7 separate regions of the Mus musculus genome follow, and regions 1, 2, 4, 5, 6 and 7 are each linked to region 3. A link is a contact called in public Hi-C and promoter capture Hi-C data. All regions are on one chromosome and are shown on one strand. Each heading gives the region's core, a stretch centred on a gene start, on an enhancer-like site or on the middle of the called end of the contact. The rest is flanking DNA. Distances are from core to core; before and after follow the strand shown.

What was found. Promoter capture Hi-C pulls out the DNA fragments that hold promoters and counts their contacts. Hi-C and Micro-C count contacts between places; a contact is called where the count stands out from the background. Capture Hi-C pulls out chosen DNA fragments and counts their contacts.
Region 1: a promoter capture Hi-C map of liver shows a contact between it and region 3, with 5 times the contacts expected there. The contact joins the promoter of Gid4 here to the promoter of Flcn in region 3. A contact is called at or near these places in 20 of 39 promoter capture datasets (the 3T3-L1 cell line, 3T3-L1-derived adipocytes, the C10 cell line and 13 more), 6 of 115 datasets of contacts at active chromatin or transcription factors (the SCID.adh cell line, double positive thymocytes, extraembryonic endoderm stem cells and 3 more) and 3 of 9 other capture datasets (adipose tissue, liver and pancreatic islet).
Region 2: a promoter capture Hi-C map of liver shows a contact between it and region 3, with 2.6 times the contacts expected there. The contact joins the promoter of Btnl10 here to the promoter of Flcn in region 3. A contact is called at or near these places in 4 of 39 promoter capture datasets (the 3T3-L1 cell line, cranial neural crest, liver and 1 more), 2 of 115 datasets of contacts at active chromatin or transcription factors (memory CD8 T cells and pancreatic cancer cells) and 1 of 9 other capture datasets (liver).
Region 4: a Hi-C map of B cells shows a contact between it and region 3, with 12 read pairs. The contact joins the promoter of Smcr8 here to the promoter of Flcn in region 3. A contact is called at or near these places in 1 of 484 Hi-C or Micro-C datasets (B cells), 2 of 115 datasets of contacts at active chromatin or transcription factors (astrocytes and thymic regulatory T cells) and 1 of 9 other capture datasets (macrophages).
Region 5: a promoter capture Hi-C map of embryonic stem cells shows a contact between it and region 3, with 3 times the contacts expected there. The contact joins the promoter of Drg2 here to the promoter of Flcn in region 3. A contact is called at or near these places in 1 of 39 promoter capture datasets (embryonic stem cells), 1 of 484 Hi-C or Micro-C datasets (CD8 T cells) and 2 of 115 datasets of contacts at active chromatin or transcription factors (extraembryonic endoderm stem cells and memory CD8 T cells).
Region 6: a promoter capture Hi-C map of liver shows a contact between it and region 3, with 3 times the contacts expected there. The contact joins the promoter of Mief2 here to the promoter of Flcn in region 3. A contact is called at or near these places in 4 of 39 promoter capture datasets (the C10 cell line, liver and pre-B cells), 2 of 115 datasets of contacts at active chromatin or transcription factors (astrocytes and memory CD8 T cells) and 1 of 9 other capture datasets (embryonic stem cells).
Region 7: a contact with region 3 is called in a promoter capture Hi-C map of pre-B cells, with 4 times the contacts expected there. The contact joins the promoter of Alkbh5 here to the promoter of Flcn in region 3. A contact is called at or near these places in 8 of 39 promoter capture datasets (the C10 cell line, HPC-7-derived erythroid cells, cranial neural crest and 3 more), 4 of 484 Hi-C or Micro-C datasets (CD4 T cells and embryonic stem cells), 9 of 115 datasets of contacts at active chromatin or transcription factors (bone marrow-derived macrophages, double positive thymocytes, embryonic stem cells and 5 more) and 2 of 9 other capture datasets (embryonic stem cells and liver).

The regions. Positions count from the first base shown.
Region 1 is chr11:60,415,738-60,419,470 of GRCm38.p6, reverse strand. Gid4 (GID complex subunit 4, VID24 homolog) reads right to left here and starts at 2,326. Exons shown (of 6, transcript NM_025757.4): 1 at 1,627-2,326. The coding sequence starts at 1,815. Atpaf2 (ATP synthase mitochondrial F1 complex assembly factor 2) reads left to right here and starts at 2,437. Exons shown (of 8, transcript NM_145427.3): 1 at 2,437-2,720. The coding sequence starts at 2,561.
Region 2 is chr11:58,915,952-58,919,464 of GRCm38.p6, reverse strand. It overlaps Btnl10 (butyrophilin-like 10), which reads right to left and starts at 1,557. Exons shown (of 6, transcript NM_001363414.1): 1 at 1,273-1,557; 2 at 511-597; 3 at 1-345. The coding sequence starts at 595.
Region 3 is chr11:59,807,803-59,811,367 of GRCm38.p6, reverse strand. It overlaps Flcn (folliculin), which reads left to right and starts at 1,329. Exons shown (of 13, transcript NM_146018.2): 1 at 1,329-1,708; 2 at 3,453-3,565. Gm16062 (predicted gene 16062) reads right to left here and starts at 1,288. Exons shown (of 2, transcript NR_045686.1): 1 at 1,107-1,288.
Region 4 is chr11:60,775,264-60,779,242 of GRCm38.p6, reverse strand. Smcr8 (Smith-Magenis syndrome chromosome region, candidate 8 homolog (human)) reads right to left here and starts at 1,718. Exons shown (of 2, transcript NM_001085440.1): 1 at 1-1,718. The coding sequence starts at 1,215. Top3a (topoisomerase (DNA) III alpha) reads left to right here and starts at 1,878. Exons shown (of 19, transcript NM_009410.3): 1 at 1,878-2,321. The coding sequence starts at 2,142.
Region 5 is chr11:60,453,142-60,457,206 of GRCm38.p6, reverse strand. Drg2 (developmentally regulated GTP binding protein 2) reads right to left here and starts at 2,616. Exons shown (of 13, transcript NM_021354.2): 1 at 2,464-2,616; 2 at 496-656. The coding sequence starts at 2,527.
Region 6 is chr11:60,726,685-60,730,647 of GRCm38.p6, reverse strand. It overlaps Mief2 (mitochondrial elongation factor 2), which reads right to left and starts at 2,250. Exons shown (of 4, transcript NM_001009927.2): 1 at 2,081-2,250; 2 at 213-365; 3 at 1-18. The coding sequence starts at 359. It overlaps Flii (flightless I actin binding protein), which reads left to right and starts at 3,385. Exons shown (of 30, transcript NM_022009.2): 1 at 3,385-3,521. The coding sequence starts at 3,459. It overlaps Mir5100 (microRNA 5100), which reads right to left and starts at 1,985; the gene lies at 1,922-1,985.
Region 7 is chr11:60,535,538-60,539,089 of GRCm38.p6, reverse strand. Alkbh5 (alkB homolog 5, RNA demethylase) reads right to left here and starts at 1,407. Exons shown (of 4, transcript NM_172943.4): 1 at 1-1,407. The coding sequence starts at 667.

The DNA of each region.
Region 1 (3,733 bases), core at 1,077-3,576, 610 kb before region 3:
TAAGGAGGAAAAAAAATGATTATCACAGTAGGTAACAAGACTTGAAATAACTCAGTCACAGCTTTCCAATGACAATAAATACCATACTTCATGATAGAGCTTTATGGGGAAAAATTACATTTAATAAGAGTATGGTTTTCCCAATCTCAAAGCTGAGAGAACTATTTCTACAAATGGTAGGAAAGAAAAGAGCTGATGAGTGTGCTGCAGTTAGAAAGCAGAGACACTCTCGAGTCTTTGGAGTGGGAGATCTATTTGCTCAAAAGAATCTGAGATGGGAAATTAGAACCAAGGGTGGTGGATGCTGTACATGTTCAATATACATCTCCCCGGGCCCTGGGGCAGTATGCACCTCTAAACCTCTGGCTTTCAAGGAACAAGACTTGGGGAACTACCTAGGAGGTGGCATTAGGAGAAAGCACACAAGGTGGGACAGGGAATTGGTCTTCTGGCAGACAGTTTAATACCTAGAAAGAAGAGTATTGTGGAGAGGGGAGATAGATAAAAGAGAAATATCTACTCCCACCAATCTCCTTCAGTTGGGAAAAGCTTCAAGGGGGAGAGAAAGAGGTGGAGTTCTGGAAAAGAAAGGCCCAGAGAAGATGAAGCTGAAGTTTCAAAGTTGTTCAGGGACTGGCAGCCACCAGCCAGTACTCAGATATCCAGGTCAAATAGGGGGAGGTAAGTGGACACAAAACAAAACTGTGTTAGATTTCCCAGTACTTAGGCATCTGAGGCTCGGAGGAAACTCTGGAGCTATGCAGATAACAATCAGCAACACTACAGCCAGCAATAGCAACCAGCTAGATCAAGGTGCGAGGTCTGGGGAGAGGCCAGGGGGACTGCCAGGGATGGGAAGGAGCCACAGCAGGGTAGGGTAAGAAGCCTGGGACAGGAAGCAAAGTGTAGCAGCGGATGCCTATGAACTGACTGACGCCGGGTTTTGGTACTGGAAGGCCCCACGAGACAAGGTCTTAACACTAAGTGGTGCAACTGGAGATATTTGGGTGTGAGGCTCCCTGGTCTTTGGGGAGCCTCAACCTCTGTGGGTTGTCTCAGCCAATGGAGGGAGGTTGGCCACCTCTCCCCCGTCAGCAGTGGGCTGACTGAGTTCTCCTAAGGAGCAATGTCCCTGGCACTCAGGATGGAGTTGGGGTCAGAGGAAAAGCTTCATTCCGGGAGAATGTGACACTGGCCGCTATCGAGAGGTACTGAGTTTGGGGCAGCCAATGGAGAGTTTTTCAGGATCCGACAGGGACTGGTGGGAGGGCTGGCTGGTGTAGGGAGGACAGGACTTGGGAAGAACCGACTCAGGCTAAAGGACGGCTAGTCATGGGGGAGCTTCCGGATGCCCAAGCCGGCGAGTCAAAGGCTCTAAGTGTGGGACAGTCTTCGGGGTCTGTCGGAGACTGGCCACTACAGGCTCTGAGTCTAGGGGTGGGCTAGGGGTAGGGTTCGAGAGTGTGACATCAGCTGGGCAGGTCCCGGTGGGAGGCGCCGGGTGCAGGAGGCCCCGGCAGTGAGAGGGCCTGGTCCGCGGCTGAGGGCTCGAGGAGCCCAGGGCAGGCCCGGCCCGTGAGCGCCGCGAGGAGGCCCTCGGGCCCGGCCTTGCCGCCTGGCGCTCACCTGCAGCACCACCTCTACGTCGTACGAGTTCCCCTTGCTCTTCTGGTGGCCACGGAACTTGGAGCCGCTGTAGAGCAAGCTGGTGGCCACGCCGGGCTGCTGGGTGTTGATGGGCGGCGGCGGGATGAGTGAGGCCGCGGATGTGGTTGAGGCACCCGCCGGCGGGGGACACTCGGTGCGGACCGGCATCGCGGGGTCCCCCGGAGCCAGGGCTGGGGGAGGGGGAAGGAACCGCCGCCGCCGCGCGGGAGCCGAAGCTGCGGGGAGGGCGGACCCGGGCGCGCACGCGCGGGGGAGGGGCCGGGGAACCACCCGCCCGCTGAGGCCAGACCAAGCGCTCGTGTTGCCACCTGGACCCGGAGACCTGCAAGCAGGGCCTCCCAGACCTGAGCTGGGTCTCCCTTCCCACTTGCCCTCGCGGGTACACACACACACACACACACACACACACACACACACACACGCACGCACGCACACACACACACACGCGCATACACACTCACTCACTCATACACACGCGCTCACACACACACGCGCGCGCTCACACACACACAAACACACACACACTCTGCAGCTTCCAATTGGCGCGGGCGCGCTGGAGAGGCGGGAGCAAGCTCACGCGGCGCTTCCGCCCATTGGCGGACAGAGAAAGCACGTGGCGCAGAGCGCGAACGGCCCTCTGGGACTTGTAGTTTTCTTCCCGTGGCGCGGCATGGAGGGGGCGTGGCGAGCACGTTTATGATGCTGATTGACGGGGGCGGGAGTGGCGCGCAGCGGGGCGCACGGCTGCGACGGCGCGCCGTAGGTGTCATGAGGAAGATGGCGGCGTGCTGAGGAGGCTGAGGGCTATGAACCCTTGGTGAGAGGTTTCCGTACAGAACCAGCGAGGGGTGTGGGGTTCTCTTCGCTCTTTTCCTGTACTCTGTTTCCACGCATGTGTCCACCCAGGTCCTTGGGCAGGATGTGGCGAATCTACCCCCGGCTGAGGGACCGGTGGCGCGGTCTCTTGGACCGGCGTCTCAGTGACCCCACCGTCTCAGTATGGCCGGGGCCAGCTCCGCAGCCTCCGGCCCGGGCCTATGTCCCGCCAACAGGTGAGGCCCGGACATAATGTGACTTTTTGGTCAGGAGCCAAGTCGGGCTCACCTGGAGGAAGGTTTCTGACGTGCAATGCGGGGTGACAGGCAGGGTTCAGGCCTATGCGAATATTTAGAGCAACAGAGTTCTGTTTCAATTTGAAAAATGACATCCAAACAAGTGCGAGGGTGACTTTAGGGGACACAGCGTGCCCAGGACACGAGATATTTGGCTCTTGAGGCTTTTCTCAATTTCCTTTATTTTTTCTTTTCTTTTTATTTTTTCGGGGATAGGATTTTTCTGTGTAACCCTGGCTGCTCTGGAACTCACTCTATAGACCAGGCTGGCCTCGTACTCAGAGATCCTCCTGTCTCTAGTTCCTGAGTGCTACCACCACTACCACCACCACCACCACCTCCCAGCTTCAGGGTTTTTTTGTTTGCTTGTTTGTTTGTTTGTTTGTTTTTCCTTTTAAAGGGGAGCAGGTGTCTTAGTTGGATTCAGAAAGGAAAATTTGGGCTTTCAATCAGGACATCCAAGGTCACAGAGCAGACTGGTTGAGGCTATGGAAGGCAAAGACTGACCTGACTGTGTTGTGTCCTCATGACTGTGTTGTGTCCTCAGGACCCAGCAGAAGACTTGGCACAGAGGCAGGCCTTAAGTCTTCCACCACACACAGCACACTTCCTTAGGGGTTTGCGGGCCCTCTGTCCTAGTGCAGTGCCACAGCCTCTGCATTCTCTGCAGCTTTCTCTAAGTGGGAGTTTATGCCAGGCTTCTTTGACCTACTAAGGACTGTAATAAGACTGAAAGAAGGTTATTTCATTGCTTCTGAAAGAGAGATTGCTACAAGTGAGGTTCACTTCAGTGAATGAAAAGTAGTGATGACCTCTCTAAATTCAGTTAGTTGTTTTGTGTTGAGGGCATGTGGTCTCACCTGAATGATTCTCAACATCAGATGCAGGATTCATTATGCTTACGAAACAATAGTTTGCAATATATTGTGATATGGGAACTATGAAGGACTTAA
Region 2 (3,513 bases), core at 308-2,807, 890 kb after region 3:
TCAGCCACAGGGTGGCCTGGCTGTGGGATGTGTACTCCTTAAACACACAGTGATAAGTCCCGTTGTCAAACACGGTGACGTTGTGGATCTTCACAGCAGCTTCTCCCCTGGCTACATGGCTGCCGTTGAATGAGGTCCTTCCCTTATATTCCACCATCTGCTCGTCATACACATCCTCCCCATTCTTGTACACATGCACGACTGACGAGGGCTTGTCCCTGTACCACCTCAGCTCCATGCCCTCAGCGCTGATGTTGAGTGACAGTTTGCAGGGCAACTCTTTGTCTTGACCAACTATGGCCAGAAGTGGGTGGGGAGGTCCAAGGACGAGGAAATCTGATTTTCCTTAGAGATGCAAAGGAAAGGACTAGGTTAGGTCACAGGCAGGAGGCAGGGGCTCCCCTTGTGCCCCCATTTTCCTCTTTGAGAGTTCCCTTAAACCCCAGCTTTGTTGGAAGCCCCAACCTGACGCTGGGCGCTCCTAGGGTCAGAAAGGGAGGGGCGTCCTACCGTTCCCAGAAGTCAGGAGTTGCAGGAAGATGAAGCTGACCAAGATGCTTGGCAGAGTAGCATCTCCAGGGTGTGCCCTTGCCATATCTATTGGGGACACATAGAATTAGATACACATTAGTTATGGTGAGAGAGAAGCTAGGGATCTAGTAGGAGAATGGAGAAACAGCTTAAGAGAGGTAGCTGCTTGTTCACCTACCACATGAGTTCTTAGTCCTAGAAACAGGGTCGTTCCGCACAGACCCCACCTGCAGAATCCCGCGGCTGCCCCTCTGTGTGAGTGAGGCTCCCTCCACCACCCACTCCTGTGTGACTTTATACACAAGCTCCTGCCCTTTGCAGGCACATGGAGAAAAACTAGCTCCAGTAGGCAACTCTCGGGTCATCAGAACCCTGTGACACCCTCCACTGTCTAACTGCCCTGAGACAGTTAGCAGAACCCTCCAGCTAGGGTTAGAGGACACAGCTCTCTCCTCAGCAGGATGAGGACCCCTCCCCCCCCCAAACTCAGGAATTTAGGGTAGTTAGCACAATCTGTTTGGAGAGTGTGTTTTGGTAACTGGGGGGCCAGTCCCAAGAAGCCCGTCCTGGAACAGCCTTAGGCTGCCCTTCATATCTAGTGTGTCCTGTAGGCAAGGGCTCTTGTGTGGCTCCATCTTGGCTTACTAGGGCAGCCACAGGTTCTCCCTGCCCATTGAGCATGTGGAGACATCCAACCCAAAATATGGAGGCGCGCCATTAAAGAGGAAAACACTCACTTACCTCTGAGCCGGCTGCCTGCTTTCCAGGTTCTGCTGACTTTGAGAGCGTCAGAGTTGGTTGGGTTCCCTGAGAATTTCAGATTGGCAGGGCACAAGCCAAGTGATCAAGCCTCGCCTCCCAGCGATATGAGAGGGGAACCTAGAAACTGAAGAACAGACAAGCTCACCAGCTTCTGTTGAGTCTGGTTACTGCCATCAGAAAATAATTAACTCTTACCTTCGGTAAGGGCAGTTTCGACAGGAAAAAAAAAAACCCTCCCTAAGGGGCATATGGCCAGCTGTACTGAGCATATAAGATAAAGACGCTGGGATGAGGGATAAGGGAAGGCACGGAGATGAGGGGAGGTGGCCTGTAGGAGGGTGGCAGCTGGGCCAACTTGGGGACATCAGGAGCCCAAAGAAGAGGACATCTATTATTCGTGCTGGGATCCTAGCCAGCCGTAGGAGTTGGGGAGTTCAGATAAACTCTGGTTATTGAGACCTTTGAGAGCAGCCACGTTGGTGCCGCTGCCTTTGGGAACATTGTGACATGGTATCGAAAGTGACAGGATTTTGGCTTTGGCTGTGGAGACTCCTGTCCAGAAATCCAGGGCAAACCCTTCCTCATCTCTTCCCTCTGCCCCATCACCGTAAGGTCCTGGAAGCTTCACCGGAGCCAGTCTTACACCTGTCAGTTGAGTGAGGCACTGGGCCAGGCTCTATTTGACCTGGTTGTCCTTCTTATTGACTTAAAAGGGTTGGTGTCTCTAGAGACTTTGGGTAAGGGAGGGCCACTCGGCTCTGTGCAGGGCGGAGTGCTCACTTTAACTCAGCAGATGGTGTAGGACTCTTTTTTTTTTTTTGAGACAGGGTTTCTCTGTATAGCCCTGGCTGTCCTGGAGCTCACTTTGTAGACCAGGCTGGCCTCGACCTCAGAGATCCACCTGCCTCTGCCTCCGGAGTACTGGGATTAAAGGTGTGAGCCATCACACCCGGTGGTGTAGGACTCTTAGGTGCTCTAGGCCAGGCAGTAATAAGAAAGTCCAGGCCCAAGGTCTTTTCTGCTTGTCTCCTTGGGGTGCACCTTCTGGTAAACAAACACCAGGGGGCGCCACATGAAACCATGAGTTATGTTAGCTAGGCAGCAGTGCCCCCTGCAACTCATCTCCCCGATCCTGTGAGTCAGAACGGAGGACTTACACTATCTAGAGAAAGCCCTCAGCAGCCTGAGTGTTTGGTTTCAGACGGGGACAAGGGACTGAGGTGCATACTTTACACATCAAAGCAGCCCTGCCCTCCAGGTTCTCCCTGCATCCCTTAGTCCCTACCTGGCATACCCTGCCCCCACCTTAAACTTTCCTGCCCAGAGGCTGGGCTGTCCTTGCCCCAGAGGCTCCTCCCTATATAATCCAGACATTTTGGTCTCTTCTTCTCCTCTTCTCTCTCTCTCCCCTCCATCCCTTTTCCATGGCGACTTCCCTAGCCTCAATCCTTGGGGCCAGTGAACTTGCCCACCTGAGAGCAGCTTCCCAATAAACCTGCCTTTAATAGAATCTAATCTGGTTTAAATTGGCTCATTTCAGTGGCAGAGAAATAACTTATCACTGAGATTCCTCAAAAAATTAGAAAAAACACTACCCCATGAAGCGTCCCACCACAGGGAATGCACTCAAAGGAAATTATACCAGTATGTAAAAATGATGGATGCACTCCGAATGCACTGCCACCCTAGGGTTTTCATTTTTTTGTTTGTTTGTTTGTTTTGTTTTTCTTTTTGAGACAGGGTCTCTCTGTGCAATAGTCCTACCTGTCCTGGAACTCACTCTGCAGATCAGGCTGGTCTCGAACTCACAGAGATCCTCCTGCCTCTGCCTCCCGAGCGCTGGGATTAAAGGTATATGCCACCACTACCTGGCCAGCCCTATTCTTGATAGCTAAGAGAAATTAAATAAACCCACAGCACTGGAGGGTGAAAAGCTAGGCAGCAGGACTCTGCAACCAGAACAGAGCGAAACCTATCATTAGTAACAAGATGCACAGAACTGGAGATTTTTTATGTTAAGTAAGATGAGCCAGGCACAGAGAAATGAGCACAGCACTAGCCAACTCATACATGGCAGCTGAGATGTTGATCTCAGAGAAGGTGAAAGTAGAATGCTGTGGAACAGAGTTTGGGACCAAAGGGGTTGATCGATGGATGCTGAGGTAAGTGTTAAATAGCAAGAAGTGGTGATCTGCTAACACAGAGGATCTGTACTGACTA
Region 3 (3,565 bases), core at 80-2,579:
CCCCTAGTTGTCAGGTATCTGCTTTCTTCTTCTGCTGTCTGCTTGCTCTAGTCTTGGAGAAGGGTAGGGAAGAGCCTCGTGGAGGACAGGAGATGACTCACAGTATCAGGAATAATCGGATTGGTAAAAATAAACACACACAAGACAATACCTAACACCATAACTCCACCCTGCACTCCTTAATCTTTACCAGGCAGTAAACAAAGTTATAGAACACAAGTTTGCATATTTTTTTTCCTCCTGCTCCCTCTTCCAACAAAACACGAAAGCTGAAATAGAGAGAAAGGAATCCGATCCCCGTGATTTGAAAAACAAACAGATACCAACTCATCAACTTCTACTCATCTGAAGCTTCCCACTTCCGGATAACCACATTCTGGGCGTCCTCGTGTACACAGCGGAGGCTGGCAGCGCTGGCCGCTGTGTACAGCTGGCAGCGTTAGTTACAGGCTCAAGCCCAGAGCTCTGTTCTCATCTGTCTTCAAGGGCCCATGGTATGCACTAATAGCTTTAAAATTCATTTAAAAAAAGATGTATTTTTTTTTATTATTTTTAAAATGTGAGTACACTGTCACTCTCTTCATGCACACCAGAAGAGAGCATTGGATCCCATTATAGATGGTTGTGAGCCACCATGTGGTTGTTTGGAATTGAACTCAGGACCTCTGGAAGAGCAGTTAATGCTCTTAACCGCTGAACCATCTCTCCAGCCCTTAAAATCCTTTTTTTTTCTTTTCTTTCTTTCTTTTTGGTTTTACAGGGTTTCTCTGTGTAGCCCTGGCTGTCCTGGAACTCATTCTTTAGACCAGGCTGGCCTGGAATTCAGAAATCCATCCGCCTGCCTCTGCCTCCCAAGTGCTGGGATTAAAGGCGTGCGCCACCACTGACCGGCTTAAAATTAATTTTTAAGTAGCTAAATAATATTCCATCCCTCATCCCCAAACGGGAAATCAAACCCAGGGCTTAGAGAAAACAACCCCACAATCCACGAACTGTTTTGAAAGCTAGTTTGCAAAGATAGGGCCGGCTCAGGGCAAGACTGAGCCGTGCACATGCGTGGTCCTGCTTCGCTCTGTACCCTCCTCCCTCCCAGGACCTGTCCGTACCTTCCACTTCTCTCGAAGGGGAGACGGTTTCTCTGATCTGCAACTTTACAGGCAGGGAGTGGAGTCCCAAGAACTCCCAGAATCCAGAGGAAATTTTCCGCAAATCTTTCCTCTTCGGTAGGGACAGGGCATGGACTGACTAATTCTCTCTGACTTTTTTGAAATGTCAGTTTTGACGTCACCCCTGCAGAATGGCTTCTCTCGGCGGCCGGAACCATCTACGCTTTTCCGCGGGGCGACTTGCCGCGCCGAGGGGCGCGCGTGGCCGAGGGGCTTGGATTCCTTGCCTGGAGGAGCATTACGTGACACAGCAAGGCTCCGCACATCCTAGTCGCCTGCGGGGGACGCAACGCTGCTCGCTCCGGCTAGTCACTGGCGTTGCCTGCCCTCTGCCGGCCTGCGGATGGTTCGGTCCGGCTGGGTCACGCGCTAAGGCTCAGTGCAAGGGCCTGCGGAACGGGCTAGCACTTGCCGAGGGGCAGAACAGTGGCGACAGCCCCAGGACAGTTGCGAGCGGGTTCCGGCCCAGCATCCGGGAGACGGCGGCAAGCGCCCCAGCTGGGTTGGTGTTGGGCCATAGGGCTGAATGGAAAGCGCGGATGGTAAACACCTGGGAGAGGGAGGTGGCAGGTTCCACCCCCCGTTTGGGGTAATTGCTTTAGTTTGACTGAATACTGTTGGGGACGTCGCCCTGCCAGTCAACCTCCGTTTTCTAGCAGGATGGCCGTCTGAGGACAGGGCAGGCAAGACACCTCATTTCTCTCCACTCTTAACAGGGTAACTCGTCCTCATGCGTTGGAAGAAATGGTTAGCCCTGGGATTAGCCAGTGGATCGCCGTTGAGGTCACAAGTGGCCCATAACAGTAGGGGGCCAGGAGGACCTACTGCAAGTATAGGGTGAATTTCCATTTCTCGGGGGTGGGGGTGGGGAAGCCTGGTACCACCCATGGTGTCCGGCAGAGAGAAAGACTACAGCTAGTGTATTGCTGGCAGTGCCGAGCTATCATAGTTGTCATTAAACAGTAGAGAGGACATGGCACGTGACAGTGTTTGCTCTGCTAGTGTCAAGTGACTGGGTGCTCTTTAAAGGAAGTCCTGCTGAAGTTGGCAGTAGTAGAGAGGGGAGTGGTTCTAAGTTGGAGATAAAGTTCCCTGCTGAGTTTCTTACCCACTCTATACTAGCTAGTGTAGTAGGGGGATCAGTGAGTTTCCTGTGGGAGACAGTTACAGCTCCTGCTGACTTCCGTGGAGATCCTTGTAACCCCTTGTTTGCCTACAAGGCACTCTTAGTGGCCTGGTGCTGTGAGAAGACAAGAAATAGAGATGAGGAAAAACTAGGGCACACCAGGGAAGGATGGTGTGGGTCTCGTTTGCCAGGCTTGTGGTTCAGACAGCGGGAGCAAATCTCGTACATGCACAGCCTGCCTCTCAAAGTATGACGCTGAGGAGACTGTCTTCAGCTCGAAAGGTTACTAGGAAAGGGTGGTTAGGCACACTCCCAGAAGCCGGCTCCTGTGGTAGAAGAATGTGGTAGACATTGGGATTGGGAGAGTAACAGAAGACCTAGGCTCCTTCCTCACCGGAATTCAGACGCCATATGCAATCCCGTCAGAGAAGCCTGTTGCCCAGTGCCCAGGAGGATTTCCAGAGGATAAGTGACAGTTGGTGTTACGGGCTGGGAAGGATTAGAAACTCAGGTAGTAGGTTTCTCGGTGGCTGCAGAATGGAGTGTCATGTAGGTTCCATTACAGTCTTCCAGGGGCTGCCTGGGCTGAGGAATGAGTAACCAGAAGATTCGAAACTCTTGTTGGACAAACCCCCTTTTTTTCTTTTTTAAAGATTTATTTATTTATTTATACACTGTAGCTGTCTTCAGTCAGCACCAGAAGAGGGCATCGGATCCCGTTACAGATGGTTGTGAGCCACCATGTGGTTGCTGGGAGGTGAACTCAGGACTTCTGGAAAAGCAGTCAGTGCTCCTAACCACTGAGCCATTTCTCAAGCCCACAATTTTTGTTTTTTGTTTGTTTGTTTGTTTTTTTGGTTTTTTGAGACAGGGTTTCTCTGTAGCTCTGGCTGTCCTAGAACTCACTTTGTTGAAGAGGCTGGCCTCGAACTCAGAAATCTGCCTATTTCTGCCTCCCAAGTGCTGGGATTAAAGGCGTGCGCCACCACACCCGGCACGATTTTTGTTTTTTAAGATCCAAAGCACAACAACAAATACAAATCTCCAGCTCCTCCTGACAGTCCCTGATTTGACTGTTAGCTGCTCCGACTCACGCTGCAAGAGCTTTAGCTCTCAGAATTTGGTCTGATTTTTTGTTTTCTTGTTTTCTCTTTCTCTAGACAACCTCAAGTCTTTGAATTCGAATAGTGCAGCTTGCTTACCTGACTCTTCCGGCGGGCCTCGTACATGTTCTGCTCTAGGCGGGATGGTGCAGTTGTGATGTGCTAAGCAT
Region 4 (3,979 bases), core at 469-2,968, 970 kb before region 3:
GCATTCTTCTACAGGCTTGGGAGGCAGCCTGTCCTGACTGGGCTGAGAGGGTACATTCTCTTGCTTTTCCATCCTGTCATCCACCTCTACAAAATCTTCAAAGAGGAAATTCGTTATGGGCTGTTGTTTTCGAAGCACTCTGTCAATCTGACTGGTCAGGAGGTAGCACAGGTCTCCTCTGAACATGTGTTCAATGTGGCTAAGCTGGGCCAGGGTCTGAGTGAAATACTCAGTGTCACAGAGTTCCTCCAAGGTCTTCAACTTCTTGTCAAAACACTTGGTGGACTTTGCTTTGATGAGTTTGGGGGTGTAAGCCGGTCTGCAGGTATAAAGGTCTGCATTAGCGGACTCCTCAGGATTAGAGGTAGTGGATACCTGGTCAGCCTGATCCTGGGTATGCTCTGTATCACCAGGCTGCAAGTCAGGGATCTTCGTCTTCTGACGAGGGTATGAGCGGATCTGCCTCAGCAAATCTTGATGTTCGATGATGGACTTCTCCACATTGGCCAGTTCATTGGCTTTCTCAATCGCCTGAGAAGAATAAAAACCCTTGTCGTTGGCTTTCTTCTGGATCTCGGTTTCTGTGTGTAGCACTGTCCTTGTGTAATCCAAGTCTTTCAGCTTTTTTTCAAGTTCCCCAGCGAATGCCTTCCTGTTGCCCATCTTCAAGCACTCAGATGCTTTGGAAAATTCGGCCGAGAGCTCTTGGAACTGCTGCATGATTTTATGCTGGTCTGCGGAGATATAAGCCATACAAAAGGGCCTCACAAAGCCCCTGGCCTCCAGGTCGTACAAGGTGAGGTGGTGCACATATGCAAAGGCCCCTTCCTTAGAGTCTCCCAGTACCACTTTAGAGTCTTCCACAAAGTTCAACTTGGGGTAGGCAGAACCGGGAGGATGGCCTACGAATGAAGCCTGGTAATCCACCGACATAATCCGCAAAGAGAAGTAATTAAGATCAAAAGTGCCAAAAACTTTGGTGTCATTGGGGATGGTAAGCAAGGGCTGGGGTCCCACCTGCTCAGAGAACTCGGAAATGAGGATGAAGTCCCTGGAGAACTTGGCCCCAGACAGTTTAGACCAGGGGTTTGCCCCCTGGCTGGCATAAGGAAAGAGAGGGACTGAGTACTCCTCAGGCAAAGCGGGCTCATTGTAAGGTTCTTCCTCGTATTCATCTTCCTTGGTGAAGGCCACCACATCAGGGGCGCTGATCATATTTCCTGAAATATGGCAAGCACATTGAGAGGAAATGGAAAATAATGTAGGGTTGGTCGGAGGGAGAGTCAGGCCTCTGGATGCGAAAACGAAGTTCTTGCGGCCTTCTTTGCACTTCCGGGGATCCTAAACTGCCCTGTCACACAACGAAGAACTCGAATTGCCGCAGACTCTCAAGGTTTGGGACCTGTGATGCCCTGGGCAAGCCTCATGAACTCCAAAGCTGCAGGTCCAGATGACGGAGGCTGGCCATTCTCCAGCGTTTGCCCGGGCCGGCGCAAGGTTCCTGAAGCTAGGTCACCAGCACTCCCCGGAACCTACCGGCGACATCAACAGTCCCAGCTCTGATCGTGTCATTAATCCTCGCCACGGGCTACCGCAGAATCAGTCAAATGAGTCTCCCCACGACCTAAGGGCAGAAACTGTCGCCGCTCCTAGGACCGTACTGTCCCAGGGAAGCTACCGCGGCACCGCCATCTTGGTATCACATGACTCCCCAGCATCAGCGTCGCGTGACCCGGAAACGCCCACACAGACTTCCAAGTTAGTGGCGCCTTTTAAGAGGCCCTGCCAATCAGATCTTCCAGAGGACAAGTCCCGTTAACTACCCATTGTCATAAAGAAAAGGAAAGTAGAATACAGTGGGGTGGAAGGGAGGAGGAGAAACGGTGTTGGAGGAACGTGCACAGGGCATGAGGCATTCTGGGAGTTGTAGTTCAAGGCTGCTTAGTGGCGCAGTGGGCGGAAGTTGTCTGTGAGCGCGAGTTTAAGCGAGACTCGGACGTGTGGGTTTCTGATCGAGGCGGCAGTTGCCTGGAAAAACTGCATTTATTAAGGTGGCTCTCACAGTTCCTCGTGGCTTTTCCTCTGGGTTCTCCAGCATGCACGGGCACCCGTGGAGTTGCTGCTGGAGCAGGACCTAGGGAATGATCTTCCCGGTCACCCTCTTAGCGTTTCAGTGGCACCGACGGCCTGGAGGCCGTGCCCTGTCCCGCGCTGCCATGGAAGTGGCCTTCCGAGGAGTGCGAAAAGTTCTCTGCGTGGCGGAGAAAAACGACGCTGCCAAGGGGATCGCCGACTTGCTGTCCAACGGGCGTATGAGGCGGGTAAGAAGCACTTGGGTTCTGCTTCCCTGAGGAACGCCCACAAAGTCCGACAGCGCGTTGGGTACCGGGAGCCCGGGCGAAAGCGACTCCGCCTATTTTGCGAGAGGCCCCTCCCGGCCGCCCTCACTTCTCGGTTTCTCCCTAGCCTTCAGGCTTTTTGTAAATGTAAAACCTTTTCACGCTTTTGATAGACCTTTGCTCGCCGGATCTGTCTGCTCGGCTCACATACCAGTGGAGCATTGCTCTCCCTTCTTTGGGTCTGGAGTGTGAGAACACGTGTATTTTAAAACTCTTCCTTGGTCAATCACAAGTTCAGTAGTATTGGAAAGCGGTAACCAACTCCTTTATCTTGGCGTTCAAGCCTTACTTATGGAATCCTGTCCCTGCCTTCTGCAGACCCTGTGACTAGGGTGGTGGCACCCTAGGGGTAACACTTAGGTTTAGGAACTAGAGAAGTCAATTACTACTCCTATAGACTGATTCTAAGATACACGAAAGATAGGATTGTCTCCTGACAAAACGGAGGTGAGAAGGGTAAAACCCCAAGGACTGTTGCGTTATCATTCAGCTGGAGGCCCTTCCTAGGAGCTGTTCCCTTTTCTTTGCAAACAGTTGGATCTCCAGACCTCTGCCTCCAGTTTTAAAATACCCGGAAGGGGGAGCCAAGGTTAGGTGGGCGCTGGCCCCTAACTACTTCACCTCTTAAAAATGTCTTTGAGTAATAATTTTTTCTTTTCTGTTTTGGAGACAGGGGTCTCACGATGTAGCCCTGGCTGTCCTGGAACTTGCTAAGTAGATCAGGCTGGCCTTGAACAATGGAGATCTGTTTGCCTCTGTCTTCTAAGTACTGGGGTTACAGACTGACATTCAGCCTAACTACTGCTTAGATCTCTCTCTCTTTTATTTTTTAATGTCTATGGGTGTTTTCCCTACATGTATGCCTGTGTATCAGACACATGCCCACCGAGGCCAGAAAGGGTATCAGATCTGGTTGTGAGCCACTATGTGAGATATGGGAATCGAACCTAAGTACTCTGAAAGAGCAGCAAGTGCTCTTAACTATTGAGTCATCTCTCCAGCCCCTTAAATGTCTTTTTTTAAGGAGCGCCCCCTGCCCCCCATACACGCACACACTTGGCCGGGGATTCTTTTCTCCCTCTCCCCCACCCCCTCTCTTTCTCTCGATGGCTAGTTGGTTGGTTTTTGGAGACAGGTTCCTCTGTGGTGTAGTCCTGTTTGTCCTGGAACTCACTATGTAGACCAAGCCAGGGCTTCTGAATCCTGTACCATCACAACACTTAGAAGGCATCTACAGTAATGAGACTGCCAAAGCTGGAATAAAAGAGATTGTTGCTGCTTTGTCCATACCATTGAGTAGATTGGAATTGAGTCTTTAAAACTGTATTTTATTCAGAGGGCTGGCAACCCTAGAAGACAGCTTGTCTCCAGCTGGCAGGTTATATAGAGACAATGGGGGTGAGGTAGAGAATGAAAGGCGGTCAGTCGCTTTGGAGTTCAATCGTGCCCCCTGGTCAGCCATATTTTGAGATTTGTGTTGTTCTGTAAGGATAAGTAAGAGTTAAGTTTGTAGGAAGAAATAAAAGATGAGAAACTAGATGAGCTCAAACAGCTAAAGCAATTGATATTTAATGCCAGAA
Region 5 (4,065 bases), core at 1,367-3,866, 640 kb before region 3:
TCTTGACTCTCATCACCTCCGCTCTCCTGATGCTCACTTGGGCAGATAGCCCAGCTCTCCCAATGTCTACAGGCAGGCTTCCCCTGAAGGGCCTCTCTCAGCAAGCTCCCTCACATCGGTTAGGACCTCTGATACACCAACCACTCACTAGAGAAGCCTTCAGCTACCCAGACATGTCTTGAAGGACCTTGGACTTCCTTGGAGCTTAAAACCAACTAAGTGACACCTGAATTTGCTCAAATTGTCTTTTCTGAGAGGAAGTATGTGCAGGTAGGGATGGGCATCCCAGTATCGGGCCCAATGCCCAGCATAAGGTACACACTGTGTGCCACTGGCTCAGTTGGAAGGCCAACTATTCCTGCTAAGGAGAAGAAAGAGTAACCTCTAAGTTAGGGCGATAGGGAGGTAAGACTTTGAGGGGAGGTAGGGATGGGCATGCTGTAGGTAAGTGACCCTCTATTGTTCTCCCCAAGGTCCACAGAGACCATCACTGACCTTACCCACAGAGGGAAAGCCAATCAGTGCCACACGGGCATCACCTGACTTCATGACATCAAAGCCCTCTCCTTTGGATGAGGCGGATTTGGATGGTTCCAGGAGCTGGGCCCGATACTTGGCCAGTTTTGCTTTCAGCAGGCCCAGGTGGTACTCGGTGGCTGGAGGATGGAAAACAAGACAGGAACAAGTGTCAGGGTCTCTACCTGGAGGGTCAGGTGGGGACCCACATAGGGCCAAGTGCTGAGAACATCAAGACCAGACAACAATCACCTCAAGGAGACCTCAAGGGTTCCCCTGGTACCCCACTGGTATCTCAGCATCCTAAGGAGCACGGATGGGCAGCACTAATGGTACTTGAGGCAGACAGAAGGTCACAGGGCTGCTCTCTGCTCACTCTGGAGCTTTACTCTCTCCTGGTAGCTGCCCTAAAGATCACGAACCAATTCCGAACAGCCGGGAAGTTCCTGAATTCGTGACTTGTCACATCCTGAAGACGTCCAGAGAAAACCTGGGTCAGGCTTGAAGGCCTCAGGTCTGCCCTGCTTCTCTATGGACACAGGGCACTTTCTGTAGTGCTGGAATTCCATGTGGTGCACCACTTCATGGAAGAAGGGGACACTGTGGCATACACAAATTTGCCATGCTGTGATCAGCCCCTGACGGAATCCAGGAGGCCACACAGCCTCCCTGCACACGTCCCATCACTGCGGCCCCAGGCAGAGGATGGGTACCTTGTGCTTAGTTCTCCTGACATCACCCAGCACTCATGGAGGGAGAACAGACTGTTTCACTGTACACCTGTCCCTTTTCCTTCTCCTTTATAGTATTGTCAGGCCGGGCGTGGTGGCGAACGCCTTTAATCCCAGCACTTGGGAGGCAGAGGCAGGCGGATTTCTGAGTTCAAGGCCAGCCTGGTCTACAGAGTGAGTTCAAGGACGGCCAGGGCTACAGCGAGAAACCCTGTCTCGAAAAACCAAAAACCAAACCAAACCAAAAAAAGTATTGTTAGGGTTACCATACTGCTTCCAAATTCTGGGGAACAGGGTTAAGTTACTGAGAAGGAATTCTGTTTCAGGTCTTACCGAATCCGCATGATAGCAGGGACATGGTTGAGACTGAGGACCTCAGCTGTCCTGCCCCAACTCCTTCCACCCTTCTCTGACTTTATCCTTGCCTCAGGACCTATGAACCTGCTGTTGCCTGAATTTAAGTCAGATCAATCCCACCCTGCCATTACTGCCTGGAAAGGTCACTTAGCCTTGTGCATCCGAACAGGAAGGGCAGCAGCACTAACTCTGTCACCACATTTCTTCAAGACTCGGGAAAGCACCAAGGCTAGACACTGCTTGGCAGTCCCACCTCTCCACTGATCCCCAACCCTCACAGTTTGATGCTTCCTTGGTGTTGTGTATTTGGGGTGGTTTACTTTAAATATTAGGTGATCACTCTGGCAAGGGCTTTGCACATGTGAACCACAACAGAGCGGGTGTTATCCCTATCCACAGATGAGGACATTGGGTCGCCAAAAACTGACATGACTTTACAAGGTTACATAGCAAGAACGTAGTGGACAAATTCTCCAGTCCCTACTTCCTTGACACTAGCTCGCTGGCGCCTGCCTGTCTGCCGGGACAAGCTGTTTTGTGAGATGTCTTCTCTTGCCCTTCTCAGCATGAAGGCCCAGCTGCCAGGACCCTAGGGGAAAATCTCCGACACTGCCTTTCTGGGTCACGGGCTTATTGTGCGCGCTGAGGTTTCTCTACTTGAACACTGAGTCCAGCACAGATCAGATCTCTCAAGAACCCTGAAATCACGTCGCTGAATGTGCCCGCTCCCGCCTCACGCACGCCTCGGCACTTCCCCGGTGTTTCTCCGGCCTCGGTGGTGGCTCCAGTTGTCCCCTCATTTTACAGACAAGAAAAACAAGGAGGGTAGAAAGGGAGACCCCTCCGATCCCGCCCTTACCCTTGTTCTTCTGCGTTCGAGCGATCTCCTTCTCGATCTCCGAGATTTTCTCCAAGATCCCCATAGTTGCAGCTTCGGCGGAGATTCACGCTGCCTATAGCTTACAGCGCTGAGCGCTCACGTCTAATGCCGGAAGCAAAGCAGTCAGAACCAGGAAGCGCACCAAGAATGGAGTCCTCCCGAGCTCCCGGTGCTACGAGATTCGGAGTCCGGGCACACCACGTGGAGAGCAGATACCATCCGTTCCTACCTCGTCCAGCTGCGATGAGCATCCGGGTCTTGACTTTGGTTCGTTAGGACCAGACCCCAAACTGCTTTGAGTTTGCAAAGCAGAGGGGGAATCTCTTTTCTCTTTGATAGTGACAGAAAAGGAGATGGGCAGAAAGTCTTAAGGCTCCCATTTTGTAAAGGCAGTAAAAGAGTCTTGGGGTCTAGCCTGCTGGAGTAACCTTTAATCCCAGTACTCAGGAGGCAGGAGCAGGAGGATTGCTGCGAATTTGAAGTCAGCTGGGTTGCACAGCTAGTATCAGTGTCAGATAGGAAAGCAAACGAAAAGTTCAAAACTGGGCTCAGCCGTTAAGAGCACTTAATGCCAGCTTTAATGTGGGGTATTGTTTTTTTGTTTTTTTAATTTTTAAATTAGATGTATTCATTTTATGTGTGTTTTGCTTGCATATATGTATGTACACCATGTGCATGTGCCAGTGGAGCTCAGAACAGGGCACCAGATCTCCTAAAAGTATAGTTTCAGACGGTGGTGAACAACCACGTGGGTTCTGGGAATCGAACATGTCTGTTTCAAGAACAAAGTGCATGGGGTCACCAGTCTCGCTTGCATTGCAGTTTCCGAATAGGTATTGCAAATTACAGCTGTTAAATGACAGTGCCAAGATAGAATGAAGCTCTGGCTGTGAACTCCAAGTCTACACACCCTCATGGTAATGCAGTAGATGTGTATGCTGTTTCTGCAAGGTAGTACGATTTAAGTGTGGTAGGTTTATATGATGTTTTGAGTGGGTATCAAAAGGTGATGGAGCATTTTGGAAGCTGGGGTGGTCAATGCAGATGAGAAGGCCTGAGAAGCCCAGGCCCAAGTCCTCAGGTCCCTTCTGCCTCAAATTTCCTTTTAAAAAACAATTAGCATTCAAAATAATGGGTTATAACATTTTAAAAGATGTTTTATTTTCCATGTATAAGTGTTTTGCCTACATGTATGTGTATACCACATGCATGTCTTCCTTGTTGCCTGCAGAGGTCAGAAGAGGGCATCAGATTGCCTGGATCTGGAGGGATGCTTGTGTCCCACCATAGGGGTCCAGAGTCAAACCTGTGCCCTCTGCAAGTACAAGTGCTCTTAAGCACTGGGCCATCTCTAGCCCCATAACATTTCCATTCATATACCTGTATCTTGCACTTCTTTTATTCCCTATCCCCACCCCTTCCATCAACTCCTTCCTAATATGGCTGTTGGAATCTTTTACCACCACCTTGTAACCCCAGAAGTAAGCTCACTTTGACTTTACAGTTGGGGGAAATGGCTCAATTTCCAAGAATGCTAACATCTTCTCTGCTGTCTGCTTCATGATCCCATGGTCCTTAATT
Region 6 (3,963 bases), core at 1,001-3,500, 920 kb before region 3:
GGTGGCCCTGTCGATGAGCTATAGGCAAAGTGACACAGATCAGAGCATCGGGGGCCATGGCAAAGCTGGGGGGAAAGCAAACCAGGAAGCTAGGGTGAAAAAGTAGGGGCCCCGTGTTCCAGTCCAACCTCAAAAGTCCCACCGTCCCCCAGCTCCCCAGTCTGGCCTTCTCCTGTGGAGGTTTCAGGCAGGCCTTGCCCCCTTGGCCTTACCCGCTTTACAGCCAGGGTAGCAATGCCCAGCACTGCAGCCCCGCCCACACCTAGCACCAATCGAGCATTAGCCAAGAGGAAGTCCACCACACTGCCCAGGCCCTCGCTGCCGCTCTGTTTCCTCTGCTTCTGGGAGAACTCTGCCATGGTCACCTGCAAAGAGATGTAGTTCGTAAGGCATAGATGCTTAGCAATGACCAAGAGGGTGGTTTCTGGGGACCCGTGAGAAAGGGGCTGCTCAAAGAGTTTCTTGGAGGGAATCAGGGGACCTGCCAGCCCCCTCCCTGAATCCTGCAAGCCTCCAAGCCCTGGAAAAGGGTTCATATAGGAAGGATCCAGGCCTTTCTCCTGACTCCACCCCAAGACCTTGGGAATCTGGGTTCAACATCACCACCCTGAGTCTACAAAGACAAAAGTTGCCAAGCCACAAACTGAGTGCTAAGGTCTGGGATTCACAGCACAGCCCCCAGACTCTTCCACTCCCAAAGCCTGAGTATTTTCCCCATGCCTCCTGGTCGAGTTCCCTCACTCCTAATCAGAACCTACCCAGAACAGCCATACTGTGTGAAAACCAGTCAGGAGGAACCCAAAGGCCCAGAAATACTTGTAATATGGGTTTCCAGAAAGTTTGCCTGGGTGGGGCCTGTCAGACCTTTGATAGACCCTTAGCAAATTCAGGAATCTAGATAGTGGCCCCCCCAGACCTTGACAAGAAAACTACCTGGGCTAGGGCAACCCCATCAGAGCCAGGCTGAAGGCCCCAGGGTGCAGTGGTGAGTGAAGTAGGCTTAAATAAACACTGAATCAGGACAAGCTGGCCAGGGCCCATGGACTCGGAACAAAGTTGGAGAGGGTAAGAAGGTGAGAGAAAGGCCCGGAGCCAAGGGCTTCTGTTTATTTGTACGACCGCACCAGTAAGGACTGGGAAGTGTGTGACTGGCCCAGTCAGGAACTTGGGAAAAAGTCACAGAAATCCACAGGCCCAGGCCACTAAGCCAGAAAGGTCATTGCCTGCCGGGGCACCAAGGACTTCAGCCCTTCTTTCAGGGCCATGGTTGCCTTGGGACTCAGTTGCCAAGTGACAAGATGCCTAGAGTAGCTGAAGCCTTAGGCACTGTGTGACTCAGCTGAGACACCTGTCCATGCTCCCCAGACTAAAAATAAGACCCTGTCCTCGAGCCTGGTAAGGTCAAAGGGCAGCCAGGGAGCCTACTCCAAGCTCAGAAACAGCTCTGCTCTGTTACTGCCCACCACTGCCCTCAGAGCAGTAAGCCACTCTGCAAATGGAAGGGGCTTGCATTCCATCACCTGTCTAAAGTGGGACTCAGCCCTACACCTAGAGGGGTCTTGTATTCAAACTCCAGTAAGAAAGGAATAAAATAGGTGACTAAATATAACCCACTTAGGCCCTATGTGGTGGTGCAGGCCTTTAATTTCAGCACTGAAGAGGCAGAGGCAGTCAAGGCAAGCCTGGTCTACACACTGAGTTGGAGGATAGCCAGAGTTACATAATAGAGCCTCTATTCAAAACAAAACAAAAATAACAAAATAACCCGACTCTTGACAGCCTGAACTTCACCTGTTCTTACATTCTGGCCAAAGCTGATTGCTTCTGATCATGACTGAGCAGAAACGTGTAACCAAATAGGCTCTTAGACTCTATTCAAGAGCGAAGTCACTGTGGCCCTGGAAATCGTGTGCAATACCCAAGTCGGGAAGAGGCACCGCTGGGATTCGAACTCTGCTCTTCAGTTCCCAAGTCCTCCCTCCCACCGCAGTGACCGCAGGCCACGCCCCCACCTGCCCCGGGATGCGCGCCACGCCCAGTGCTGGGAGACACCGGGCCACCCGGTGCGCTGTAGCCGTACCTGCGTCCGAGCGTCAGCGCATGGACCCAAGGACAGGGCGAGTAGGACCCTGGAGGCCCAGGACTCGCCTAGGAATGGAACGTTCAAACCCCGGGAACCGAACGCCGAGGCCCGAGGCGGCAAGTGACCCGAAAGGCACGCTGGATAAGCAGGCCTTCGCTCCAATCCGAGCGCACAACTCCTGCGCACACGTGCTCAAAACGGAGCAGCTCAGCCAATGATCGCCAGGCACGCCCCGGGACCGTCTGGGGCGGAAACCACAAGCATACTCCGGATTTAAAGGCGCAAGGTTATATTGATAGCGCAAGGGGGGCGGGGGAGGTGGTGAGTGTGACAATCATTCAGGGGCTTGTCTAGTTTACTTACTTTCGGGTGTTTTGTTTCTTGAGAAAGGGCCTCACACTAAAGCCACAACTGACATCGAATTCTCAGCAGTCGTACTTAGTCTCACATCTGACCTTGTGTGTACTTGTAATGAGAGCCTCAGTGTGGAGTCTGAGCTCATGGTCCCTTGGTGGGCCAGGCAGACAAAACTGCAGTTAGCCCAAAGGCCCACATTCTGCCTCTCAAGTTCGCCCCTGTTAGAGTGCCTGGTGGTTCCATTTCCGTTTGGCCTGCCTGACACATAATGGGAAAAGAGCTCTGCCATCTGTCGTGGGAACTCTATCAGTCTCTTCCCTCCTGAAACCCGGGATGCCAGACCCTGGACTTCCATAGAACAGCTGTGTCTGTTTATGGGAAACCTACTGTATGCTGGCCAGGGCAAGATGGCCACTAAGAGCTTGGCCCAGGAGATATACACTGATCTAGAGCACAAAACAAATCAATAAAGAATGGTGACTGGAGTCCTGATGCCAAGGGAGAATTGTGAGTGTTTGTGCAGCCTGCTCTCTAAGCTGCCACATGTGAGTACTCTGGCAACTTTGGGGACCGTGTTACACATGATCAAAGTTGAGTCCTGAAGCTGAAGGATTAGGTCCCAAAGCCCCGGAAGTCTCACCACTACCACCACCACCACCACCACTGATCCCTCACACACAAACTGCCTGTGTCCCTGACGTTGTTACCACCATCACTCCTGGGTCACGGCCAGCCCCAGAGGCTACAGCAGCCCAAGCGACAGTGCCTGGACCCCACCCTCCACGTTCCGACAGGAGACTGGAAGTGTTGATCATCTCCAGCGGGACCCCTACAGGCCTCCCCAGAACTCTGGTCCCAGGGAGGCCTCGCAGCTCTGGGAGTCGCCTAGCAGCACTTCCCGCAGAGGCCGCGGCCGGGAGGCGGCGCGCGCGGGTTAAAGGGGCGGGGCCGGCGCTGACCCAGCCCGCGGCTCTCGGCCGCCCCGCGTCCTCCCTGCCCGTAAGAGAGCTGCGCCACCATGGAGGCCACCGGGGTGCTGCCGTTCGTGCGCGGCGTGGACCTCAGCGGCAACGACTTCAAGGTTAGCTGGGGGAGAAGGGGAAAGGCGACCCCTAGGCCGTCTCCCCGGGCCGCTTCCTCTGCGCTTCCGGGACCGGCGGGCGGGGCGGGCGGGCCTCCGCGAGTCTTCCCGGGCCTGCCCCGCCCGGGGCGGAAGACCTGGGCGGGGGCTCCGGGGGTCTGGGGCCGCGCGGGATTTGAGCCCTCAGGCCGCGAACCGGACCCCATGCCACCGAGGGAATACGCCCTAGCCAGCCACCGCCCCACACTGTGGTCTCGGGACGTCACTTCTCCCTCCGCGAACTCGGGGTTCTCTCCAGTCCTAGGGGCTCAGGAACAGCCCGTTTGGTGGCGTGTAATGGAAAGAGATCTGTTAGTAAGGAGTGTGACAGGTGCGCCAGGTCCTAGGCGGCAAGTCTGTTCAACTGCTAGACTAGGGGGACAAGCAGCCAGCAGCCCTGGTT
Region 7 (3,552 bases), core at 158-2,657, 730 kb before region 3:
TGAAGAAAGACACGGACACGATGGGGCGCTCGAAGATGTGGATGGGGTCAACGTGGGACACGATGCAGCCGCCGGGCTGGTAGTCGTTGATGACCGCGCTGTTGACGAAGCCCTCGGGGATGACGCGGTGCTCCACCAGCTTCTGGATCACCAGCTGATGCACCCAGTCCGGGATCTCGTCGACGTCGCCCGGCGGGTAGAGGCGCTCCTGGCCCGGCCCGCGCTTCTGCAGCTGGGCCCCGTACGTGTAGCCCTCGCCGAAGAAGTACTTGTTGCGCAGGGGGGCCCGGTCCACCGTGTGCTCGTTGTACAGGCCCTTCTCGGCGCGGGACACCACCTCATCGATGCGGGCCTCGATCTTGGAGCACTCATCCTGACTGAAGAGCCGGATCTGCCGGATGCCGCTCTTCACCTTGCGCGCCTCTTCCTCCTTCTGCAACTGATGCTCCTCGTAGTCGCTGCGCTCGGGGTCCGAGTCCTCCTGGTATTTCCGCTTGGTGGTCCCGGACGCCGGGTAAGGCTCAGCGGCGGCCGCGGCAGCGGCAGCGGCAGCCACGGCGGCGGCCGCAGCGGCGGCGGCCTCCCGACTGCCCGCCTTGTAGTTGTCCCGGGACGTCATGGACTTGAGCTTCTCCCGCAGGTCGGTGTAGCCGCTGGCGGCCGCCATGGCCCCCGCCAACTCAACTCTAGGGTCCTCCGCGGCGGTCCGGCATGGCTCTCAGGGGACCCGAAAGGGACCCGAAAGGGAAGCGAGGGTCCTCAGTGCCAGGCCCCCATGCGTGGCTCAAGGGACCAAAGGGGTAGGCGTAGAGGGGCCGGGAAGGGGTCGAACCTCAGCCGCGGTCGGTCATGCAGCACCAGCTACAGCGGGGCTTCCTCCTCCTCCACCTTCTCCGCGTCCTGAGGGAAAAAGGCGCCGGCAGCGCCTCATGCCGCGGAGGGCTTCGGCCAAGACTCCGCCAGACTCCCGGTCGGACCCTCAGACGCCCGGCCCGGCCCGCACTTTAAAGCTCTCCTCACGACGTCACCGCCAGCCCGCCCGACCTCCGACAGCGCCGCTCCTTAGCGGGCTTCTCGACGCGCGTGCGCACTGCCGGCGGCCACGAGACTCCACGTACTTTGAGCATGCGCGTGCGTGCCGCCCAGTCGGCGGAGAGGCCGGCGCATGCGCAGACGAGGCCCGCTCGTCGGCCGCCGCCCCTCCCCCCACCCGCGGAAAGCTTCGAGAACAGCTCCCGAAAACAACAATTTGCCTGCACGCCAAGCCGCCTCCGGGGCCGAGGGACTCCACCCGCCGGAGTGTGCTCGCGGTGTCCACTGGACAGCGCTGCCGCGTCACGGCATCGTGCGGATGCCCGCAGACGCCTCAGCTTCCAGCGCACAAATCCTCGGGAATCGCCACAACCCAGTCCGCCCCGTGACCGCCCCCTTTGGAGCTTCCACTTTCTTAATTGGACTGCCGGCCACGCGTTGGGCAAACACGGACTGGAGTTTCCAGAGTCGGTTGGTAAATCATGCTTGTCAATCAACTAGTCTCCTTGGCTACTGCGTCCATCACTTAATTAGCTTCGGGCAGAAGCTCGAGGACCCCTGAAGAGTGAATGGGTGGCTAAGTAAGTGCCTGAATGGAGTTCTCGGCGACGAAAAGCCCTCAGGACTCCGGTGAAGCTTCGGAAACAGTGGAAAGTTAAAATTACGGGCAGGAGAGCATCAGGCCCAAACTGTGGAGCAAGCCAGGACAACAAAAGCTGGAGGCGCGCGGTCCGGGCACCCACACCCCATTCCCGCCGCCATCGCTTCCCGAAGCGGACGTTCCACAAGTCACGTCCCGGGACTGCCCACGGGTCGCGCAGCCGCGGGCACGCGCACGGGCACGTCACGTTCCTACTGGGGTTGGGCGTTGTTATAGGGGGCGACAAAAAGGCTTTCCTGTCTGAAGGGCGCAGATTTACCACGGATCGGTCCAAATTGGAAATATTCTTCAGACAGAAAATAAATAAATTGCACAGTGGGATGGTAAATGCGTCTCAGCACTCTGGAGACTGGTTGGAGGATAGCTCACAAATTGGATGCCAACCTAGGCTACACAGCGAGCCTCTGTCTCAAAACAACTACAACAAACCCAAACAATAAAAAATCCTGAAGCGGAGGAGAAAGCCTGAACAAAGGTTTAGCCGTGCTGGAGGTCCCTGGGCACTCCAGCAAATAGGAATAGCAAAGAGGTTCTGCTCTGAACCTCCCCAAGATGAATTCCAGCTTCCTTTTCTGGTTCCCAGTCCCTTTTCCAGTCTTTGATACTCCGTCAGATTTTCATATATCGCCGCCCCTCCTGGCTGTCCATGCTGTCTGTCATCTGTAATGCCTGTCCATCTACAGTGTCTGTCACACAGCTCACCCCTTGTCTTCCAGGCATCCCAGAGTCTGGTGTGTAAAACCAGGAACCAGTACTTACCTCGAACGGTGGTTGTGAGGATGGAATGACGCAGCAGAAGGATTGCTGATACAGCATCCAGACCTCAGTCTTCTAATCTGAAAACTGAGGGTGGCAGCAGTCTCTGTTGGAAAGTGGGGACTGTGTGGTAACTTGGAAAAGTTTGTGGAGTGGAAAGCCAAGAAATTAGGGAATCCAGGCCACCCTCTCTCCCAAACAGCAGGCAGACAAAAGGGAAATGGGTCTGGGGATTCCCGGGGCAGCCCCTTGGGCCCAGGTGACAGAGAGAGGGTGGAAGGGCAGCTGCAGGTAGAAGATGGACTGAAGGGCAAAGCCAGCTGAACTGGACTTGAGCCCGGTCTGTACTGTGTGAACACCTGGTGGGTCTCTTACCTGAGCAGTTTGCCTGGGCAGATTGAAGCTTTTCAGGAGCCCAGCTCTCTAAGCCTCTGATCTGCCTTTCATGGCGGGAGCTCTTTACCACTGCACCCAGATGCACCTAATAGCTAAGGTCCCCAGCTCTGCTCACCCAGGCAAAAATGACCCTCTTTGGGTACGGTGCACACCTTTAAACCCAGCACTAAGTTTTGTGTGTGTGTGTGTATGTACCTCAGGAGTTCAGGGCCAGCCAGGGCTACATAGACTGCCTCAGAAAAAGATTTTTTTTTTTTTAAGCGACTATCCCATAGGTTGAACTCTCCAATCCCAGGGTGTTTTCTCCTTGACTGTGCTTTTTAGTCAAGCCCAGATCCTGTGGGGAAAAAGCCAGGCTGCCTGGGTTGAACTTCACAAGGCCACTTGCACAAGTCCAATACTGTCCGCACTCCAGCAGCAATTTCATAATTATACCAGCCTCACTGGGATATTTTAGGGATTAAATGAGTTAGCATTTATCCAGGGCATGGCACATAGTAAAATTTGTTTGTTTGGTTGGTTGGTTGGTTTGTGTTGGTTTTGTTTTGTTTCTTTCAAGATAGAGGTTCTCTGTGTAGTCTTGGCTGTCTGGAGCTTGATCTATAGACCAGGCTGGCCTTGAGCTCACAGAGATCCGACTGCCTTTATCTCCCGAGTGTTGGGATTAAAGACCCTGGTTTTTGTTTTTGTTTTTTTGTTTTTTACAT